Regions from separate parts of the Urocitellus parryii genome. Here region 2 is linked to region 1. Evidence: chromatin contacts called from public Hi-C data. All regions are on one chromosome and are shown on one strand. The core of a region is the stretch at or near the end of the contact, and the rest is flanking DNA. Distances in the headings are between cores, read along the strand shown.

Region 1 (3,978 bases), core at 332-2,831:
CTCTAGGGCTGACACTCAACTCTACATGTTTCCCTACCTGTAAGAGTGAGGCAAAGTGAGAATGGGAGAGAAGGTTAGCTCTTTCTAAAGACACCCCCATCCACTTCCCTTCCTTCCTCTAGAGATTCTCTTAAAATGCACACGTGCAGGAAGAGGAAAAGCAGTAAGTCACTAACACATTTGTGACAATTCATTTTATTGGAGAGGCAAGACATCCAGAAAAGGGGATGGGGGATCAAAAGAATAAGGTGATTGAAACAATGTTAAGTGAGTTTGGCTGAGGAAAGTAGCTCAGAGATAACCCTGAGTTCTTGCTAATCCTTTCCTGTTGGAGGGAAAGTGGTGGAACCCTCCTAAGGAAAGGAAAGTAGAGTTTTCTTGGGACCCTGAATCCCAAAGACTCCACTCTGCCCAAGAATCCAGGTACCATTCCACGGACGAGTTCATCTCAGGTCATACCCGTCCCTATTCCAAACTTTATGCCCCCATTTACAGTTCATCTTTATTTCCCACCCTTTATTCAGTCTTCTCTGATCTGCACTTGCCTCGTTGAAATGCCCTTCCTCCATGGCTGATTGACTTCAGAAAATTCCCCATCCTTCAAAAGCAACAATCAAGCACAGCCCCTTCCAAAGGCCATTTCCTTAAAACTCTTATCCTTATATTTCCCCTCAGCACTTAACATTTCCTATTGGGTCAGGTTTGGCTTCTCCACTCAGTTGAGTGCTCCCTGAGGGTAAGATCTGGGCCCAACACACCAGCAAAGTGCCTGACACACAGTGGGGACTCTAGAAATGCTTACAGAACGGGAAGTAGGAGTCCTGAGCCACCTACTTTATTTATGGCTCGATCTCTAAAGAATGACTTCGGGGAAGACCCTCCAGTCTTGGCCTCGATTGCTCTAACTCTGAAATGGGAGGACTTGAATGACTGGGTCTCTAGGCCCTTTCCACTGTGACAACTGAGATTCCGCGAAAGCTCTAAGCGGCTAGGCGTGGCCCCGCCCCCTGGGCGCCCAGAAAGCCCGGGCAGGGGGCGCGCCAAGACTCCAACCCCGCCCAACCCCCGATCGAGGCTTCCCCAAAAACTCTGGGTCCCCCTCCCCCACGGCGTGCACCCGGTGATTGGGCCGCGGTCGGCACTTCCGCACCGCGGGCCTGGCGGCCGGGGAAGGGCGCTCTGCACCCCTCGCTCCTGCCACCCTAGAGGCGCTCTCGCCCGGAGCGGGCTGGGGGTTCTTGAAGCGCCCGCGGGCGGAGGGTGAGGGGGAAGGAAGGAGGATTTGCAACAATACCTCAGGGAGGAGGCAGACGGGGCAGCGGCAGCAGCGGCGGCTGGAGGCGGAGGCAGAGGCGGAGGAGGAGGTGCCCCGGCACTCCCCCTCCCATTGTCCCCAGCCCCGGACAGGCCCGGCCCCACGCCCCGCACCGGTCCGGGCGAGCGCGCCGCCCGCGCCCAGCGCCCCGCGTCCCGGGTCGTGCAGCCAGCCCTTACCTTGCAGCGCTCGGCTCTCCCCGATCGCTAAGCTACTTATCCCGGGAAAGCTCGCGCGGGGCCCGGGAGCGAACCCACAGACAAAAAGTGAAACTTCGGCAGGGCTGGAGCGGCTGCTGGTTGGTGCCTTTCCCCCTCCTTCCTCCCCACCGTCCCCACCCCCTCCCCTCGGTCTCCCGTGCGGTGCCCTGAGCGCTGGAGGCTGACGTCAGGGGCCTGAATTCCTGACTTTGCCTGCACGCATTTGTCCATGTAAGGTATGGGAAGGCGTGTGCCCGCGGGCCGCAGCGCAGCGCTCGCCCGGCGGGGGAGGGGTCGCACGCAGTGGGCAGTGACTTTGCCAAAAGGTGGGCGCACAGAGGGCATTGCATTTCCTGGGAGGAAAAGGAGGAGACGTGGGAATGTAGGGAACTTGCAAAGGAGGAAGGGAAAGAGGGAGGTGTGGAGGCTTGCCTCCACTGGAGGAAGAGGAAGGAGACGTAGGAGGAAGCGGCGGAGTTGAGGGGCTGCTAGAGAAGTGGGGCAACTTGAGTCTCCTATGTCGGTGCCAAATTAGGGGACTGAGCTTGAGCTAAAGTATTCCCTTCCACAGACCTCCTCCTGAGCCCCACCCCGGATTCCCAGCAAGACTCAAAATTTACAGGATATTCAAACTGGCAGAGACAAAACTTTCAACCCATTCACTTCACCCGTGAGAATGCTGAAACTTGAAGAAAAGAAATGATTTCCACAGAGCCTACGCTCAACAGATCCAGGAGCGGGACCCGAGTCCCTGTCTCCCCTCAGGATTGATTCCAGCCCGCAGGCAGGGTCCTGACTGCCTCCTAACCCCTGAGCTGAGAACCAGGTTAGATATCAGACTAGGCAGGAGGACCACCCAGTGAAGTGACTTTGTATTTCCCTTCCAGAGCTAGTTCTGGGAAGGTTCTGGTTGACAGTGAGCCCTGAGGAACAGAGACATTCAGTTGCTTCAGGGTAACTTCCCCTGTACTGTGCTGAAAGAGGTGAACCCCAGGAGTTAAAACAACTACAGCTTGCTCTGTACTTACAGCTTCGAAAAAAAGTATGCGAACTGGGTGGACTGGTTTGAATAAAGACAAGCCTCTTCTTGGAAGGTTCAAGTCGGATTTTTTTTTCTCTGACGTTTGAAAATGTGAACAAAGGTGAGAACTACCATTTACTGTATCCAGGGGTTATTTCCTGGAAAGCACTCCAAACCTGTGACTTCCTTTCTTTGTGTTTCTATCCTATTCATATCTAAATGAATAATCCCTCACTGCAATATATCATAAAAACACTCTTTCATCTGAATTATTACATCTTCAAGTGAGTTGGATAGGATTAATTGTAGTCCATCTTCTACCTTTAAGGCAAAAACTCAGGTAAAGGATTTGCCAAGCACAAAATAACTAAGCAAGACCTGAACTCAACTGCCCCCCCCATCATACAGGTCACCTGATCTGTGCTCTTTCCATGCCATCTTCCTGGCCTTTACCTCCAGCAGGACCTGATTCCACTCATACATGATGAGAGTACACTTTGAGTTAATAATGCACAAAAACTCCTAAACATGGTTTTTTTGAGGTTAGGTTTTGATGGAATTCTTTTAACCAAGAATTAAGGAAATAAATGTAAAAACCATAGGCTGTTGGACTCATTTATTGAGCATTTCTTTTGTGAAGTCTTTGAATTCAGATATTTCTGGGTTTAAATTATTTAACCTCTTTGTTCCTCTTAATTTTCTCATCTATACATACAAAAATGTGAATCTGGAAGCAGAGAAAGATGACTGAGAATACCCACCCAGAGCCTCTCACTCCTGAGATGGCCCACATCCTCACTTGAATGGGTATTTCCTGCTTTATCCCCAAAGGGTCTCTCTTGAGATTGCCCTATTTCTTCCTTAAATGAGTATCTACTTTCCTAAATAAACCTCTTTCTATGGCAGGAGGCTGGGAGTAGAGATACCCACCCCTTCCACATGATAATGAACTATTTTTCTTTTTACTTCTAACACGATTTTTAAAAATGGGAAAGATGAGCTCTTAAAGAGATTTTGTTCTGAGATTTTAAAAATACCAAATCCTATCACAACACAATTCACTTATTCTATCAAACATTTCAGCAAACCCACATCCTGAGTACTACTATTTAGTATGAAAAAAATCCCAGTATCACAGGAGGTAAGAATGGATTCACCCAATTCTCATCAGCTATAACGGGACTTGACCTGCATTTCCCCATCCACCCACCCCTCTTTCTCCCACTTATAAAGAATAATAGAGTTCTAATGAGGATTAATAAAATTTAATAAGGTATAATTAGTCATTCATTTCCTCTATCATGCACATTATAAGAGTGCTGTTTTGGACCCAGAAATGCTACTAATTATGTTGAAACTGTTGCATGGGTGTGTTGGGGAACATCACTGTGTTTCTCCTCCTGAAATATTTATGAATTTCTTAGGTAGGCATGGTGTTAGCA
Region 2 (4,125 bases), core at 362-2,861, 370 kb after region 1:
ATAAAAGAAACAAGAGTCTCCCTCATTGAGGGATGAGTAGGAGGGGAAAAAACCCCAACCAACATTTAAATAGGGAAACTGGCAGCTCTGAACAAACAAACCAGGGCCCACAGTGAAATAATTCTGCACTGCATTTGCCTTTAAAAAGAAAGGAAAAATGAAAAAGAGAAAGAATTATTTCCTCCTCTCAACTCCAGAGCTGAGAGGACTGTGCTCCGTGCGGTGCGTTGTAGTTGTAGCACAGTCTGTTCTAAATACACGCAGTATCTGTGATACTGGCACGGCAGGCCTTTAGAATTCCCTCCGGCTGATCCCTTCAACACTGACTGAAGAGACTTTTCACAACGACCTTGAAACAAGCCCGGGGTGGGGGGTGGGGGTGGAAGGAAGGAAGAAAGAAAAAAAGAAAGAAATGAAAGAATTAACCCAAAAAGGAAAATCAAAACACAAACATGTATTTGGCTCACAGAATTCTGCAGAACACACACGTACATATATCCAAATACACACGTTTCTTGCAACAAGAAATTCCCTAAGAGTCAACAATAACAGAGTAAACCCACCACTTGCTATCCTGGAAAGAAACAAACCAAAACAAAACAAATTCTTGGAGCATTTCTCTCCAGTGCAGGACAGCCTCTCTTCAGTAAAAGTCCAAGGGGAAAAGGAAATTGCACTAAAGAGGGGAAAATGGGGGTTGGGATTGTCACATATGATTAAAAATGTAAGCGTCTTTCAATAGTATCAGTATTGAAATAATACATCTTCTTTTAAATGCTTGAGCGATTAGATAGGGAGAGAAAGAACGCACACAAAACAAGAATCAACCGATGACGGATCCTAAGCTTTACGTAACACCACAAACTTGCAAAAGGCAAAAATCAGAGGCAAAAATCTGAAAATCATCAAAATACAACAACCAGAAATCCCAAGCCATCACACCAAAAAGAAAAAGCTCAAAAACACCCTCCACCCCAGTCCCAAATTAAAAATAAAGCAAATGAACCCACCGAACACTGCTTGGCAAATATTTTTCTCGTGGTGCCTAATATATTAGCTGGAGAGAGCTGTGGTGTTTATTGTTTTTTTCCTCTTACTCGTCTCTCTAAACCTACTATATATAACATACTTGTTCTAGTGGTTCAAATCTCTCGCTCCCTTTTATGCATTTAGCTCGAGGAGCTGAGTTTATGGTAAGAGAGGAAGAATTAGCCCAGACCCCGGGAAAGCAAAGCGCACTCCCCCTCTTATGTCACCGAATAGCAAATTAGTTCTCAGAATTCCAGAGGCCGAGCTTTGCTACAGCGAAGACGCCGACGTCACACAGGAGGCGCCCACGTGACAGCGGCGGAGCAGGCCGTACCATCATGCAGAGGCCCTGGAGGGAGGGCTGCCTTCTGTCCACTCGAGCCTCGAAGCGGAACATTCATAACCAAGACGGTTATCCTGTAAGAACTTCAAAATATGCCGTAAAGTGGGAAAATATTGTGACTTTGAGGGAATTTTATCGGGCAGAGGAGGTAAAAAACCCAGAGAACTGACACCGTGTCCTCCCCTGCCACGTAGCAGTGGTAAAGTCCGCAGCTCAAATTCCGAGAATTGAGCTCTGTTGATTCTTAGAACTGGGGTTCTTAGAAGTGGTGATGCAAGAAGTTTCTAGGAAAGGCCGGACACCAGGTGATTATTGCTGTTGCTGCCGCCGCTGCTGCTGCTGCCGCCGCCGCCGCCGTTGCCGCTGGTGCCGCTGCCGCCGCCGCTGCTCATGATCATTATTTTACCTTTTAATTCTTTTTTTTTCCGCTTTTGCCAAATGCTTTGGCTCCAAGTTTCCTATGTGTATCTATTGATATAAATGTATATATTTATTTATTCTAGCTGTCAGGTGTTAAAATAAATGCCGAATATTAGTCCCACGTCTCTCCCACTCTAGGATATAGATTTATATATAATTATTATTATTATTTTGTTGTCTTTGAGGGAATCGGCCGGTTTGGGGAGGCTTTTGCCACCCTCCCTGATGTTGTTTTGGTTTTTGAAAAGGAGGTTGGAGGAGAGAAGGAGGGGAATTTGGGGGCGGCCGGAGCAGAGAGGACGAGACAGTGTTTAGGGGGTGATTCTGGCAAGTCTGGGGGCTGTCTGGCCTCAGACGGCGGAAAGGACGCGCGCTCGCGCTCTCGCTCTTTCTAAAGGCTGCTGCTTGCGTACGGCTTGTGATCTCGCTGGATTCGTGCGGCTGTGTTTTTTCCCTCTTTTCTGGCTTGCAAACTGCCTTCCTTGCTCCTTCGCTCCTGCCTCCCTTTCCCTCCCTCCCTCCTCCTTTCCCTAGCCTCTCTTCTCCCGTCCTTCTGGGTAACTCCGGGAGGCGAGGAGGGAGGCTGCCCGCTTGCTCGCCCCGCTGGCTCCCTTCCACCGGCTTCAGTCCTTAAGATTCCCTGCCTTCCAACCGAACCGAGATTTGGGAGGAAAAATACAAGCGAACTCCTCGGGTGTTTTTTTTCCCCCACTCTTTTTTTTTTTTTTTTTTGGTCATAAACCCAGATGAAGTATCGTGTCTACTACTTCCTTTCAGAGCCGTGATCTTCCTAAGGAGAGACGAGTGTTTTGGTGTCCCCTTCCCCTGTGTTTTGGGAGGTTTAGCTTGGGGGGGGGGGTATTGAATACTTTGAAAATTAATCTTTCTTGGTTGTAGTCAAGGGAGTCGGGAAGCCACTGCGCGCTTCCTTTGCCCATCCCGAGAAGAGAGGCTGACGGCCGGACAGGGATGTTGGGGGTGGGTAGGAAAGGGGTGCGTGTTTGCACCTGCGACGCCTTTCGGTGTGCGGGGACACAGGGAACCTTGACAGGACAGCCCAGGAGAGCGAGAAGGTGGCGGGATTTCTGGCGGCCGCGGTGTTTGTATTTTGGGCGCTGCGTGACTCTGTGTTGGCTCTCAATGGTTGTTCCCTCCCTTTCCTAAATTTTATATTCTTTTTCCCCATGTTGCACGTTCCGTAAAAAGGCAGTTGTGGGCCTGAGTAGAGCGGACGCCAGACTTCAGATTCCTAAGGTCCTTACACTGGGCGAGGGAAAGACAAACAGAGCTCCAGCCCGCGTTCCCTACGTGCAAGACCCGGGAGGAGAGAAGGGCACTTTGTGGCTATGGCTGGGGGACCCGGCGGGAGGAGCGGGCGCAAAAGGGAGACCTTTGTGAGTGATTTTGCAAAAATAGATTGCGAGGTTGGTTGGATCTGCAACCTGTGGCTCTTCTCGAGGGAGTAGGAGTGGGGGAAGCGGCGGCGACGGCGGCCTGGGGCGCGAGTGGGTAGGGAGTTGGAGCTTCGGAAACCGGCTGCACTGGGGTGCAGCAGGAGCAAGGGGCCACCCCGCTGCCGGATGTAGTGACAGTGGTAAATGTCTTGAGAACTATGGGTTGCGTTGCTTTTATGATACTGTGCTATTGGAACCCTGGAGAAAAATGGAACTAATGTTGCAATGAGTTTTAAAACTCCCCCATGAAAAGCAAGAGCACAACCCAACAGATTTTCTAAAAGAATCGGGGCGGGGGGGAGACCCTTTGTGTGGTGCCCACTTATATCTGCGTGGTGGGGATGGTGGAGGTCCTGACAGTTAAGCTGAGGAAATGACCTTAAACCGGTTGCTGAAAGTCCAGAGTTGTTACAGGGTCCCTGACTGCTTCAGACAGCCAATCACCCCCCTAGGAAAGTGATTTAATCTTTTATGAAGTTTTTTTTTTTTTCTCAAACACTTTATAGTTTCCAGGAGGAAAAATTTAAACACTTTTTTTTAAAGTAAAATGACTGTCTGTAGATGCAATTTTTACTGTTCAGAAAAACAAAAAGAAAAAAGAAAAAGAAAGAAGAAAAAAAGTGGGGCAGGAGAGAGGGAACCAGGGAAAGGGTTGTTTAGAAATACAGTTTGTGGCTCTGAGAGATGCCACTGGCTTCCTTTACAGAGACTGCCAGTTTCCCTTTTTCTTTGCAAGGTGTGTGTGTGTGTGTGTGTGTGTGTGTGTGTGTGGTTTTAATAAATAACTTTAAAAAATAAAAGAAGGGCCGGCAAGATTCATCAGGAGACAGGTATCTATTTTGCTCAGTATTTACTACCAAGAGCCTTTGGCACTGGAAC

Evidence for each region. A called contact is a pair of places that touch in the nucleus more often than the background predicts.
Region 2: a contact with region 1 is called in a Hi-C map of liver, with 4 times the contacts expected there. The contact joins the promoter of Bcl6 here to the promoter of Lpp in region 1. A contact is called at or near these places in 2 of 2 Hi-C or Micro-C datasets (liver and muscle).

What each region holds. Positions count from the first base shown.
Region 1 is chr2:182,028,773-182,032,750 of mUroPar1.hap1, forward strand. Lpp (LIM domain containing preferred translocation partner in lipoma) reads right to left here and starts at 1,582. Exons shown (of 12, transcript XM_026389376.2): 1 at 1,495-1,582.
Region 2 is chr2:182,396,780-182,400,904 of mUroPar1.hap1, forward strand. It overlaps Bcl6 (BCL6 transcription repressor), which reads left to right and starts at 1,612. Exons shown (of 10, transcript XM_026389338.2): 1 at 1,612-1,677. It overlaps LOC144253323 (a long non-coding RNA gene), which reads right to left and starts at 1,439. Exons shown (of 7, transcript XR_013343275.1): 1 at 1,011-1,439.